Regions from separate parts of the Rattus norvegicus genome. Here region 2 is linked to region 1. The links are chromatin contacts, called in public Hi-C maps. All regions are on one chromosome and are shown on one strand. Each heading gives the region's core, a stretch centred on a gene start, on an enhancer-like site or on the middle of the called end of the contact. The rest is flanking DNA. Distances are from core to core; before and after follow the strand shown.

The links. A called contact is a pair of places that touch in the nucleus more often than the background predicts.
Region 2: a Hi-C map of frontal cortex shows a contact between it and region 1, with 2.0 times the contacts expected there. The contact joins two enhancer-like sites. A contact is called at or near these places in 3 of 12 Hi-C or Micro-C datasets (Schwann cells, frontal cortex and mammary epithelial cells) and 1 of 1 datasets of contacts at active chromatin or transcription factors (oligodendrocytes).

What each region holds. Positions count from the first base shown.
Region 1 is chr6:112,160,983-112,164,318 of GRCr8, forward strand. No RefSeq gene overlaps it. Among named protein-coding and RNA genes, the nearest start is that of Lrrc74a, 45 kb to the left of the region's middle. Within about 2 kb of position 1,934, at least 48 of the 93 cell types and tissues checked have an H3K27ac peak or open chromatin away from gene starts, as enhancers often do. A contact at or near this core is called in Schwann cells, where this site is marked.
Region 2 is chr6:112,516,367-112,520,059 of GRCr8, forward strand. Pomt2 (protein-O-mannosyltransferase 2) reads right to left here. Exons shown (of 21, transcript NM_001047114.2): 2 at 2,620-2,704; 3 at 920-1,024. Among named protein-coding and RNA genes, the nearest start is that of Gstz1, 7.4 kb to the right of the region's middle. Within about 2 kb of position 1,430, at least 27 of the 93 cell types and tissues checked have an H3K27ac peak or open chromatin away from gene starts, as enhancers often do. A contact at or near this core is called in Schwann cells, where this site is marked.

The DNA.
Region 1 (3,336 bases), core at 684-3,183:
TGGTGATTCTAAGCCTAGTCTGGTGGCAATGGCCAGTAAGCATTACTGCTGATCTCAAGGTTCAGGGCACCGTGCTGCAGTTCACAGTTCTCCCACAGCACTCACTGCTGGCCACGCAGCACCGTGTGAAGTCAAGACAGACAGACAGACAGACAGATGAAGTCAGGGGCTGTTGATGACAGCAGATGAGGAAGGTAAGAACAGGGACTCCTCCTTCTCATCTCTGATTTGTTCCTAAGCACTGGAGCCTTTTATATTGAGTGCACCAAATTTTACACATGTGTTAAGTACACATGATTGCGGTGTGCATGTATGTGGTGCTTGTGCAGTTGTGTACATATACATCATCCATGTCCCGGGATCATGTGCATGTGTCACCCCTCAGGCCCAGCCACAGTGGGTGTTCTGATCTTCACGAAAGCTCTGTGAGACATGTGCAGCTACATACACATAAATAAATAAATCCACTAAACTGTGGTTTTAATCCCAGCACTCTGGAGGCAGAGGCAGGCAGGTCTCTGTGAGTTCAAAGGCAGCCTGGTTTACATAGCAAGTGAGGAATACATACTGTGACCATGTTTCAAAAGCAACAACAATAACAACAACTTAAGACAGACGTGGTGGCACATGCCTTCCATCCCTTAGGAGGCAGAAGCAGGCAGGTCACTGGGTTCAAGGCTAGCCTGGTCTACAGAGCAAGTTTCAGGACAGCCAGGGCTACATAAGAGAGACCCTGTTTCATAAATAAATAAATAAATAAATAAATAAATAAATAAATAAATAAGGACAGCCAGGGCTACATAAGAGAGACCCTGTTTCATAAATAAATAAATAAATAAATAAATAAATAAATAAATAAATGGTCGGTGAGATGGCTCAGCTGTTAAAGGCTAACCCCACAAAACCGAAGTCCATTCCCCAAGTCCATTCCCACATTTAAAACAAAATAACAACAAAACAAACAAAAACCAGACGCAGTATCACAAATCTGTAGTCCCAGCATTCCTATGACAGGACAGGAGAATCACCCAGAAGCCCTTAGGCCAGCTAGCCTACAGTACATAGTATGGTAGAAATAAGGAAGACCCTGCCTCAACAAGGCATAAAATTGTCTTCTGACTTCACCTGTACCTTGGGACACACACACACACACACACACACACACACACACACACACACGTTTAAAGACATGTATTTAATGTATAGTTACTTGTTTTATGAGTGCTCTATCTGCTTATACACCTGCACGCCAGAAGAGGGCATCGCATCCCATCACAGATGGTTGTGAGCCACCATGTGGTTGCTGGGAATTGAACTCAGGACCTCTGGAAGAGCAGTCAGTGCTCTCAACCACTGAGCTAAGCCATCTCTTCTCCCCCACCCCCCACTACTCTAAAGAATAAAAAAGAAGGACGGTGGTTGAGGACAATAGCTTATGTTGACGTCAGACCTCTACATGCTCATGCTCATACAAAGGCAAAGGAAAGGCAGCGAGAAAACGTTCCCCAAACTACCCAAGTGACTGCTGCTTTTGCCATATAAGTTCACACGTGTCACCTAGGAGCATGAGTGATCTGTACACTCCTGGCTTGTAGTTTAAATCGGGTCACACAGCTATCCAGCAGACCCACAGCACTGCTAAGAAAGAAGGATCAGAAAAGCATTGGACAAGCCCTGCACAAGCCCTGGCCAGTCGTGTCTGCTAGTATTTGGGGGAGATAGCCTGAAGCCATCTTCTGGAAACATCAAGCAGACCCCCAACTCCAAGTGGAACCTCAGAACATTCCTAGGATCCTGAGCTCCTGTCTCCCACAAAGATAAATGCCTGTTTTCTTGATGTAACCAGGGAAATGACCAAACTCTCATACTGGGTAGACACTTAACAAATGCTGATTCTTCTCTTGCTTTCAGAGACTGCTCACGTGACTGTTTCCAGCCCTCTCTTCCTGGGCAAACTCTTAGGATCTACAGAGGATGACTCAGTTCCAGGAATAAGCACAGAACCCCATTGTGTCATGACCACATAGTGGACAATGGATCCTTTTCCTCCGGGCTCTGGACTACCTTCGCCCAGCACTCTAGTAAGTCCGCAATTGTGGCAGACATGGGGAACTCTCCATTCCCTCTCGTCCCCTCAGGAGAACACAGAGGGAGCCAAGCAAAGCCTTGTTTACAGAGCCAGGCTTCAAGTTATCAGTACTGACCCTCAGGGGCCTCTAGCTTCTTGCCTTAGCTCTAGACCCTGAACAGCCTTCCAGGATCCTCCAAGCATGGCTGAAGAAACTGGGATCCTGGGAGGCGAGGCTTACCACAGGGATCTTTATATAGCTAAAAATGGAGGCACAGAAATGCTCGAGAGACTGGGTTACAAAGGGACACTGGAGACAAGGACTCACCTCTAAACCCTGCAGGACAATCTTGCTCCATCTACTTACCCCAAGATAGCCCAAAGTGCTTCTCCATCCCCACCACACTATACTCCTACGCTTCAGGAGAGTTTGGCTGTTCCACAGCCATCTGTACAGATTGGAGAGTTTGTCTCCAGCACAAAGGAATGGCTGAAGGTGACAAGACCAAACAGTGGCCCCCAAAGATGAGCATATGTCAATCCCTTACATATTCGCTGTGTTACCTATTATCAATGGCAAAGGGGACTCACTTGTGTGACAAAGTTAAGGATTTTTTTTTTTCCATGAGAAGATTGCTCTGCAATCCAGATGAGCCCTAATCACAAGAGTTCTTAGACAGGGAAGACAGGACAACGGTGGAAGGACACAGGACAAGGACAGACACGGAGACTGAACTGCGCACTCTGAAACGGAAGGAGGACTACAAACAGAAGAGTGCTGGCAATTCCTAGAAGCTCAACAAGCTGAGGGAATGGACTCTACTGGCTGTATGAACTCTGGCCTTTGACCTTTGAAACCTTGTAAGGCTGATTCTGAGCCAGATACACCTGGAGCTTAGCGGGCTTGCAGCAAGACAATCTTCAATTTGAGGTCAGCCTTGGCTACAAAGCCCTTGTCTCAAAAACAAACAAATACGCAAGACTCATTCAGATTCCATACTGTAAGAGTTCTAACATTTTTAGCCACTAAAGTAGAGGCTAAAAAGACAGGAGGTAACAGACAAAGGGGGGAAAAAGTCCAGGCAAGGATGTTGAGCTTCTGGTCCACCCCAAGTCCTGGAGATTTTTCCCTGGGCTCCTGACACAGCCCTGAGCTCTTTTCTCATCTCTCTACCCTTGCCCCAGCTCTAACTTCCTCTGGCAGCTTTACCTGAGCTAATCGGGGCTGATTAAACCCTTGCCGGGCAGCACAAGACATCTGCCCATAT
Region 2 (3,693 bases), core at 180-2,679, 350 kb after region 1:
GTTAAGGAGTGAAGAGAATGGATCCAACTATTTGTCCTTTTCAATTTCCACAAGTCCATGGTGAGCACTATATACACTCTGTGCTGTTCAAGGGTCATTAGGAAGAAAAGAATTGCTTGAGAAATCTGGGTGTGGTAGAACACGCCTTTAATCCCAGCCCTTGAGACACAGGGGCAGGTAGATCTCTGAGTTTGAGGCCAGCCTGCTCTACACGGTGTGCTTCAGGACGGCTCGAATTACACAGTGAGGCCCTTTCTCAAAAGACAAAGATCACTTGGGAGTCTGGACTGAGAGGCAGGATACTCCCTGTTTACTATGGCAGGAAGGATTGGAAGGGAACGCCCCTGGTGTCATTCTGTATGGTTGAACACTATACCTGTACAGATGGAGCACGTTTGTGTATCCATCCATCAGTTGATGGGTGCTCTTCTCCATTTCTGAGCCCAGAGAACCCTAAGATTAGCACAGAGCAATCCGACTTGTGAAAACAACGTGCTCTGACCCCAGGCTGGCAGCCAGCCTCACAGGTCTCATTAGATTGTTCCCAGGCTTGAGTGCTTAGCTCCTGCCATGTCCCATTAAGCTGATGCTGGGAATCAGGGCACGAGGGACTGGAATAGGCATGCAGCCTCCCTGGGAGAGAGATTCCTACTCCCTTTATAAGGGAGGAAATAAGAATCTGGAGACAGTGTGGAGATGCCGACATCTGAAGGAAAAGCTGGCAGAGGTGTACACCCAAGCATGGGATGACGGCTGCAGTGTGCACAGCTCTCTGTGGCCTCCCTTTCTTTCCTTCCTTCCCAGCTCTCTTCCAGATTTCTATTTAAGGGGTGGGTTCAAGCATTCATCTGCCCCTTCATCTACTCTGAGCGGCGTGGTCCCAGGGATTAGCCAGTCTGTATAAATCGGGAAGCCTTACCCCTCTCATCCCCATGTAGCTGTGGTGCTCGTATCGGTCCCCAGGCTTCTGGAACAAAAAGGTACCATCATATCCACTCAGGTAGCCAGCAAGGCCAATCAGCATCTGAGGAGAGAGGAAGTAATGAAAAGATGATATGTTTACATCAAAAGCCTCTTCTGCAGCTGTATGTGCAGCCTTCAGTTTCCCTTGACAACTGGCCACATCAGTACAAGGCGACATGTTGTTCTGCAGCTGCCGCCCAGGAAACGATCTTTTGTCGAAAGAGCTTGAAACAAACCCTCTCTTGTGCCACAGCTAGATTCTTGGGACTAGTGTAAGAAAGGGAGGAAAACACTCCATAATTTGAAGGGCCAGGTCAGTGCAGTGAGGGGCTCGCACACGCATCCTTCTTTTTTTCTTTCTTTTGTTATGAAATGAAACATGGCAGCTTTCTCAGGAAAGGGCCTGAGCAGACTGACTCCTGGAGACTGGCCTTCTACTAAAAGGAAATGGGGCTCCTAATCACAAAGAGGGAGGAAAGTGGCCAAAGAGCTAAACATGAGGAATAGGGACTGAGATCAGAAAGAGAATGAAGAAACAGAGAGGAAGAGGTGGGGGAAGGGAAGGGGAGAGGAGCGACCAGTGTCCCCTTAGGCAGCACAGAGTTTCTATAGTAACTGTTTTATCTAGCTGCTCTGAGATTCACACATCCAGACACAACTGCTTGTCTCTGTTGTTAATATGCAGCTAGGAAGAAGCATGGGTTTCCTGGCCTTTCTTAGGCTCAGAACCTATACCTCCTCCCTGTAGCAATTTTGTCCCCTGTCCCCTCTAGGTGCTCATGCTTCCTTGGGCCAGCTAGCCTCAATGCCCCAGCCAATCATCCACCTAGCCTTTACCCCAAGATTGAAGAACCTCAGAACTGAGTCTTTGGTTAGGAAGAAAGGCTTTTGTGGATCCATTTGTCTTCTCAGAAGTTGTTAAAAGAGTAAAATAAACTATTTGGTAGAATTTCTAACTATAAAATGTTAGAACAGGTCAATATGTATACTGGGTTTTAAGAAAAGGAAACATTTAATTTTTTTAAAAAGATTTATTTATTTAATGTATGTGAGTACACTGTTGATCCCTTCAGACACACCAGAAGAGGGTATTGTACCCCATTACAGATGGTTGTGAGCCACCATGTGGTTGCTGGGAATAGAACTCAGGACCTCTGGAAGAGCAGTCAGTGCTCTTAACCACTGAGCCATCTCTCCAGCCCGAAAAATTTAATTTTTATAGTTTAAGTTTCTCTAGGGCATATTTCCTTTATGTAGTATATTATACTTCTATTTTTTAATAAAATTGAGAAAAAGTTGCATAACATAATGATCTTAACAGTGGTTTTAAATATACCTACAAGATTGTATAATTATCACTACTATATCATTCCAGAACACTGCATCATCCTGAGAAGGAAACGCCTGGTATCATTCTGTATGGTTGAACACTATACTGCTGTACAAATGGAGCACGTTTGTGTATCCATCCATCAGTTGACGGGTGCTCTTCTCCATTTCTGAGCCCAGAGAATCCCTAAAAACACAAAGGTTTTCTATCCAAGTAGAAATCTGAGGAAATTCTGAAGTCTACAAAGTAAGTCCAAACCAAACACGTGGTTCCAGTTCTTAGAAGTCATCTGCCCACATAAGTGTGTAAATCACCACACTGCTTACCTTTCCCAGTGGTGGGTGCACATCGAAGAAAAAGGTGCGGTTAATGTAGTAACTTCCCATTTTTCCAAAGTGAGTCTCATCCCAACTAAAGGAAAAACAAAGTTTTAAAAAACCACAGTTAAAGTTACAATTAAAATCAAAGGTCATGAGTTTCATGCATGTAATATTCAAGTTGGCTTAAAGACAAAAGCTTTTGACATAGTAGTTTGAGGAAAAGCTTTAAGCTGGCCATCAGCCTAGATTTCAATAAAGATAAAGGTTAACCAATATTTACCTACCAGTTGCCATATAGTAAGTTAAATATATTCTTCTTTTGTATCTTGAGTTCTTTTAAATTTATTTGAAAGCAGCTGTGCTTTCCTGAACCATGAAAAGGTTTTGTAGAGCAATTTCTTCCCAGTCTGGTTATGTCTCACTCTGAGACCCTTGTTCTTAGAATGCACACTGCTATACTGCCAGGCTAGTGGTTAGAGTCCTTAGTGTAAGATTGTCACAGCAGAGTCAGGTGCTGCCCATCAACCGACTGACTCTGATCTGGCTGACCTGTTATGATGATCAGCTGTCTACAAAAGCTGAATTTCCTAAGAGCATTGCTAAACCCTATGCCTATCCCATGTCATTTTCCAAGTACATATGAGAATCTAGCACTTAACTTTCCCACCCAATGTGAGGTCCTGTTCTGCCATACAACCACATCAGCTTTTTCGTGCACACGGGGTTTATAAGGCAGCCACACCACTGCAGAGCTGGGCTGTTTAATATTTCATTTCTGTAACTCAAAAGAAGGGTTGCTTTTCAGTGACTATGCCCAGGTCAGCCTCCACAACAGTCATCACTTCATCACCTATTCATGGTTTCCCAAAGAATATTTAGGTCTTATTTATTATTTTGAATTCACTGGGCCCAGTAGATGGGCAGGAGACTAAAGCTACTGCATTAGCCAAGGACATAACGAGATAGAAACAGTAACATGGTGTTGTTGAAGAGAGAATTCAGAGTAGAGTAAGCAAAAAAGGCCTCAGAAAGAGAGCTGCCCACAGCTCTTTCAGCTACTAATGTTGTGACATGAAACAA